Regions from separate parts of the Pan troglodytes genome. Here region 1 is linked to region 2. A link is a contact called in public HiChIP or PLAC-seq data. All regions are on one chromosome and are shown on one strand. Each heading gives the region's core, a stretch centred on a gene start, on an enhancer-like site or on the middle of the called end of the contact. The rest is flanking DNA. Distances are from core to core; before and after follow the strand shown.

The links. HiChIP or PLAC-seq counts read pairs in DNA pulled down with a chosen protein or histone mark.
Region 1: an H3K4me3 HiChIP or PLAC-seq map of stem cell-derived excitatory neurons shows a contact between it and region 2, with 5 times the contacts expected there. The contact joins the promoter of LRRC45 here to the promoter of ARHGDIA in region 2. A contact is called at or near these places in 1 of 7 Hi-C or Micro-C datasets (stem cell-derived neural progenitor cells) and 1 of 1 datasets of contacts at active chromatin or transcription factors (stem cell-derived excitatory neurons).

Annotation. Positions count from the first base shown.
Region 1 is chr19:95,373,137-95,376,147 of NHGRI_mPanTro3-v2.0_pri, forward strand. It overlaps LRRC45 (leucine rich repeat containing 45), which reads left to right and starts at 1,281. Exons shown (of 17, transcript XM_511754.9): 1 at 1,281-2,068; 2 at 2,483-2,544; 3 at 2,898-2,968. The coding sequence starts at 1,849. It overlaps CENPX (centromere protein X), which reads right to left and starts at 1,355. Exons shown (of 3, transcript XM_016930956.3): 1 at 1,031-1,355. The coding sequence starts at 1,355.
Region 2 is chr19:95,221,233-95,224,699 of NHGRI_mPanTro3-v2.0_pri, forward strand. ARHGDIA (Rho GDP dissociation inhibitor alpha) reads right to left here and starts at 1,454. Exons shown (of 6, transcript NM_001246434.1): 1 at 1,415-1,454; 2 at 1-74. The coding sequence starts at 47.

The sequences.
Region 1 (3,011 bases), core at 31-2,530, 150 kb after region 2:
CAGTGAGGTGGCCCAAGCCTCAGTGACTTTCTCTTTCTGAATTCTGGCAAGAATCTTCAGCAACTCCACCACCAGAGCTCCCCACACCGACACCCCCCGCCCCCCACGCCTGCTGCCTTGGGTGATAAAGAAGGACCTGATGCAGGAGAAACAGAATTCTCCCTGCTTCTACAGGGCTGAAGTCCTCTCTCCAGGATGGGTTCACAAGGGCCTGAGACCCTCCCTTCCCAGGCCACAGAGGCCCACGAGGCCCTGCTGACATCGAGGAAGCTCGGTGCCCCAACCTTCAGGTAGAGCAGTAGAAAGGTTCAGAAACCACTCTGCCTGCACCGATGGGGTCCTCTGCACATGGTACCCCCAGAGAGCTCCACTTCCAGGAACAGGGAAGAGCAGGGCACGCCCTCCAGCCTGGGCGGATCCTGGCTCAGACGGCCTAGGTCTGACCCTAGCCCTGCTGAGTCACTTAACGCCCCCGTGCCTCAGTTTCTCCACTGGCAGGTGGGGTTAATCCATGTCAAGTGTGTGTAACGTGGAGCACCGAAGAAACCACGCGTTCCTAGCCCAGTGCTGGCGCCCACCGGGGAGCTAACAAAAGGGAAACCACTGTGCCTGGCGGCTGGGGTAGGTCCTGCCGGCTCCTCGGGCTGGACGATCTCACTGTCCCCGTCCTGGGGCCTGATCTCCCCTTAACAAAAGACCCCAGGCTCAGGGTGCAGGGCGGCGGCCCAGCTCCTCCTCTCTCTTCGCCGGCTTGGACTCTGCCGTGACGGCGCCCACCCCTGCCTGTTTCTGCAGACCCTCTCCACCTTCCCGCAGCCCCGGCTGCTCCACGCCGCCTCCTATCAGCTGCGAGACACCAGCCCAGGAGGGCGCGGGGCGCGCGGCCCGGCCGGAGATGGAGTCCGAGAACGGGCCCAACCTCAAAGGCACAGGGGGCGGCGCGGGGGCTGGCGTCTGGCCCTCACGGTGTCACGCGTGAGGTCGGGACGGAGCGTCCGCGTCTGCCTAGCCCCTGCCCGCCGGCCCTCACCTTCCGGAAGCCGGATCCAGCTCCAGCTCCCTCCATGACCGCAGCCTCCACGCGCGCCCACCGGAACCCCGCCCCGCGCCTCCAGCCAATGAGACCGGAGCGCGCCCCCGGAGCCCCGCCCCGCGCCCCTAGCCAATGAGTCCGAAGCGCCTGCTCTCGGAGCCCCGCCCCCACGTCTCAGCCAATGAGCCCGGAGCGCGCCCTCCAGCAGCCCCTCCCTCACGTCCCTCAGCCAATGAACCTGGAACGCGCCCTCCCGGGGCACCACCCTCACGACCCTCAGCCAATGAGCCCGGAGCATGCCCTCCCTGGGCCCCACCCTCATGCCCCTAGCCAATGAACCTGCAGCGCGCTGCCCCCTCTCAGCTTGCGGCCCGAAAGGCGCGCCAGTTCCTTTGTTCTCATTGGCCCGCACCAAGCGCTTCCTGCGCAGAGCCTGCTAGGAGTTGTAGTTCCAGCGGCCTCTCCCGGCGCGCCTTGTTCTTCCTGGATACTGAGGCCCCGACGCGGCTGTCGCGAGGGCGGGGGTCGGGGCTGCAGGCGGGGCAGGGTTGGGTGGGGGCGCGCGACGCACCTGCCTGCTTCCTGCACGGGTGGTCCCCAAGCACTGCGGGGCCCCAGCCCAAAGCGGACCTTGACTACCGCCCAGCCCCGCGCTCCCAGGACCTCCCGCCCGCGGAGCCCACTCGGATTGCTCTTCGCCCGGGTCGGCGGAGGCCGCGTCTCCTGTACCCGGCGCTGGGACTTCTCCGCACCGCGCGGCTCCCTTTCAGCAGCTGCGGGAGCATGCGGAGGAGGCCCTGCCGGCCCCGCGGGTCATGGAGGAGTTCCGGCGCTCCTACAGCCGCCTGTGCAGGGAGAGTGGGGCCGAGCCCCAGGAGGCTGTCCTGCAGCAGCTGCACCAGCTTCCCAGGGGCCGGCTGGACCTGGCCACGCAAAGCCTGACGGTGGAGACCTGCAGGGCCCTGGGCAAGCTGCTGCCGAGGGAGACGCTGTGCACGGAGCTGGTCCTGAGTGACTGCATGCTCAGCGAGGAAGGTGGGCAGGCGCGGCGGGGTGGATCCCTCTGCTCCTTAGCTGCCCACACCATTGCCTCGGCAGCCCGAGGTCGCTTCCTCTCCAGGCTCTCCAATTTCTGTGCCGTAGTTAAAGCAAGCAGGGGCGCCCCTTCCTGCACCTGGGAGTAGAGGGCAGTTCCTCTGTATGACGGAGGAGAGGCCTTAACATTCGCGGTCTTACCTGGTTCCCCGCCTGCTGAGCCGGCTTGGTGCCTGGCAGGGGCTGCAAGTGTTTCAAACATGACTTCACAACGAGACTCTTGGCCAGTGCCAACCCAGACCACCGGGACAGTTTTCCCTTCCTGGGTCTAGGGAGCTGCCCTGAAAAGGGGCCCACGGGGAGGGCCTTGGGGTCAGCAGGGGCAGAGAGTGACCGCCGGCCCCCCTTACACAGGGGCCACACTGCTGCTCCGAGGCCTGTGTGCCAACACCGTGCTGCGCTTTCTGGACTTAAAGGTGAGATACCTGCACTCTTGAGTGTCCGAGTGTGCCACCCAAGGGCAAGAGGAGAGGTGGAAGATGCCAGGTCTCGGGGGCCTGGGGTCTGGGCAGGTGGCTGGAAGCTGTCTGTGAGTCCCCAGGCCGTTCTCTGATGGCCTCCTGTGTGTGACCATCTCCAGAGCAAGAGTTCACATTGGCAAACAAGCCGGCCCTTGGAAGCCCCCTGAAGACAGGGAGCCCAGGAGCTGAGGAAGGCTGCAGGGTGCACCCCAGGCTTGTCCCCTGGCTGACCAAGGCCCTTGGGGCATGGGCGGGAATTCAGAGCCAGTCAGGGCACCAGAGTGACTACCGGCCTGTTTCTTTCCTAGGGCAACAACCTTCGGGCCGCAGGGGCCAAGGCTCTGGGAAAACTCCTCCAACAGAACAAGTCCATTCAGAGGTGGGTGGTGGTCCCGACCCCAGGCCCTGTCTCTGTGTGGTTG
Region 2 (3,467 bases), core at 204-2,703:
GCTGCAATCTGGGCCAGCTGCTCGGCTGTGGGCTCCTGCTCAGCCATGCTCAAGCTTAGCCTGGGTCGGGACACCTGTGGGCGGGACGGTGACAGGCCTTGGACCTGGATCCCCAACGGAGGCGCACTTCTGAGCAGGAGTGTGGGCTGCAGCCGGAGCTCCAAAAGGGCTCCAAGGGGGCCACCTTCGCTCCTCTCCACCCCCGCGATTCCTGCTCAGGGGCATCCTCTGGGGCAGTGTGAGGTGCCCCCACCCCAGGTATAACATCTAAGACAAAATGGGAACTGCAGCCGATCCTGGGGAGAGAGGACACACCTCCCCCTCCACGATGGAGGAGGCAGCAGCCCCCTGTATGTGTGGGGCGGGGCTAGCAGGCCCCAGAATCAACCGGCAGGGCCCACACTAAACCCTCTCTTAGGGTCTTGCCGCTCTTGAGCTGCCCAGGCCCTCGCCCTACGGGGTAACGGGGCTCGGTATCCCTCAGTAGGGTTGCTCCTCTGGCCGTGGTAGTCACATGTAAACGTGTGTGGTCGGCTCAGCGTCATCTTTCAAACAGGATGCCCCTGGAGCTCGGATGTTAGGGGCAGCTAGAATACCGCATGGGGCCACCTGGAGACGGGGATCCTAAGTATCTCCGGTTTCTCCACAATTGTGAGGGTCTGTGACCTACAACTTGGGAGCTACCACAGCCACTCAGTACTCTCGGGTCCTCTTGTAGATCGTGGGCCCGGAGTGCCCGGGGCAGCACTGACCCGGCAGGGGGTCTGTCAGGCTCAGATCCTTCCCGGCAGCGTGGGAGGTGGGTCAGGGAGCAGCACACCCGGGACACCCAGGCCGGGGTCCAGGCCGCCCTGCTTCCTCCAGGCGCTGGGGCCTCCGCGCCGCGCGAGGATAGCCGTAGGCGCCGGGATCCTAGGGCGCGGCCCGCACTTCCGCAGGGCCCGCAATCCGTGCCGGGCGTGGCCCGGGCGCTGGGGGAGGCCGCGCCCCAATCCCCGCGTCGCCCCCGAACGCGATGGACCGCGGCTGCCGGCCCGGCGCCCCCCGCGTCCCCAGGGAGGGGCCCTGAGGTCTGGCCCGGGCCCCACGCGCCTCGGCGGCCATGAAAGAAGCTCCGGGCCGCTCGGGAGGGGCCGGCACTCCCCTGGTCCCCGCCGCCCCTCCGGCCCGGGACCCGCACGTGTGGCCGGGGCCGCCGCCGCCCGGTCCCGCCCCAGCCCCGCCCTAGCCCGCACCGCCCTGGCCCGCTGTCACCGCGCCCCCGCCCGCCGAGACCCTGCCGCGGGCTCAGGGCGGGGCGCGAACAAAGGCGGAAGCCCCCACCTCAGCGCCCCCCGCCCCCGCCGGCGCCGCCGGTCCCCGCCCCGACCCGCCGCCTCCGCCCCGCCGCCTCCGCCCCGCCACGGCCACTCACCGGAGGGTTCGGCCGCGCGGTTCAGGCTCCCTCCCGCACTAAATGACGAACGTCGTCGGCCGCCCCGCCCGCCCTGCCTGTCACTTCCGGGGTCACGAGACTTCCGCTCACTCGGGCGGGGAAGGCCAGGGCGCATGCGCGGCGCGCGGGTGGCCGGGGGCACGCCGTCGCCATCTTGCGGCCGGGCCTCGTGGGCGCGTTCCGCGTGGGTTCTGGCGTCGTCACCTTCCACCCCAAGCCCCGTCAGTGGTCACCTCTGTAAGCCAGGGCACTTCCCTACGCGAGCCCAGGGCGCCTGCACCCGGGAGGCGAGGTCCGGTCCCGCTTCTCGCCGCAGCCCAACCCGCGCCCACTCGAGGCCTGCGGCGGCCGCGTGGGCTGTGGAAGCCCGCGCAGGTGCAGTGCGCTGCCCTCCCCGGCCCAGTCGGTCCGACTGCGACTCTTGCTTCGGGGCCTAGTCACCTAGTCCCGGGACTTCGGGGAGGTAACGGGCACGGGGATTAAGTTCTCGTTAAACACGGGCGAGAGCGCTGGCGCGCGGGACGTTCCAGGGCCTTGGTGTCCCCCGTGGAAAGACAGGGCTGTGGGGCTAGGAGGAGCCCCTTGCACGCCCCGCGGAAAGCTCGTGGTGGGCGAGGGCGCAGCGGAGGTTTTTTTCTCCAGGCTGAGACAGAATTCGTGCGCCGCACGCGTGGCTGCCTGGCGCAGGCACCGCTGCAGGGACCCTTGTGTCCCTGAGGAATCCCGCGGCTCCTCAGGACCAGGAGGCAGGGAGCTCCTGGCACCGTGAGCAGATGAGGGGCTGCCTCAGCCTGGGCTTCACCGCAGACGCCCTGTTCCCCACTCCACTTGTTCCGAGATTTCACACATTCGCCCATAAGGGCCGTGTTGAAGTATCAGGAACGGCCGCATAACGTGAGTGGCCTGGCCCAGCAGCAGTGTTCGCACTCAGCCCTGGGCTCGCCTCTCCTGGAGGCCGAGCCCCTAAATGCCCTGCACCAGACACTGGGTGGGACGCTGCCCCTCGTCCAGCCTGCAGCACTTGTTAGGACTGTGGACTCGTTAACGTGGACGCCTCTTTTATTTATTGATTGATTATTTTTTTGAGACGTAGTCTCAGTGTCGCCCAGGCTTGAGTACAATGGCACAATCTCGGCTCACTGCAACCTCCACCTTTCAGGTTCAAGCGATTCTCCTGCCTCAGCCTCCAGAGTAGTTAGGATTACAAGTGTGAGCCAACATGCCCAGCTAATTTTTGTATTTTTAGTAGCGACAGGGTTTCACCATGTTGGCCAAGCTGGTCTCGAATTCCTGACCTCAGGTGATCCACCCAGCTCAGCCTCCCAAAGCGCTGGGATTACAGGCATGAGCCACCGGGGTGCCCAATCTTTTTTTTTTTTTTTTCTTCAAGGCAGGGTCTTGCTCTTTTGCCCAGGCTGGAGTGCAGTGGTACAATCTCAGCTTACTGCTGCCTCGATCTCCTGGGCTCAAGCAGTCCTTCCACCTCAGCCTCCCGAGTAGCTGGGACTACAGGTGTGCAACACCATGTCCAGCTAATTTTTTATTTTTTGTACAGACAGGGTCTCACTATGTTGCCCAGGCTGGTCTTGAACCCCTGAGCTCAAGCGATCCTCCTGCCTCAGCCTCCCAAAGTGCTAGGATTACAGGTGTGAGCCACCATGTCCGGCCACCCAGCCTCTTTTAATCACTCTTGAGCTCCATGCAGACAGGGCCCTGTCTGTTTGGCCCATACTGCCAGGCAACCCAGGCTGATCAAGAGAAGTGGAGACCACACGCACACACACACGCACAGCTGCTTTGTTCAGACACAGACATGAACACAGGAGGGCATTTTTGGGGACAGAACTATGCAAAATACCGAGCTTGGTGTCTTTTGAAAATTTCTGAATGTTGGAGGGATATTTGTGAGTTTCTGTAACTGAGTCACACTGTCAGTGCCATGTCATCAGCACAGCGTTTCCTAATCAGGTGTGAAATGCTTCACTGGTAAAGACTCAGAGCCCCTGTGCAGGTGATCATGTTGCCCAACTTT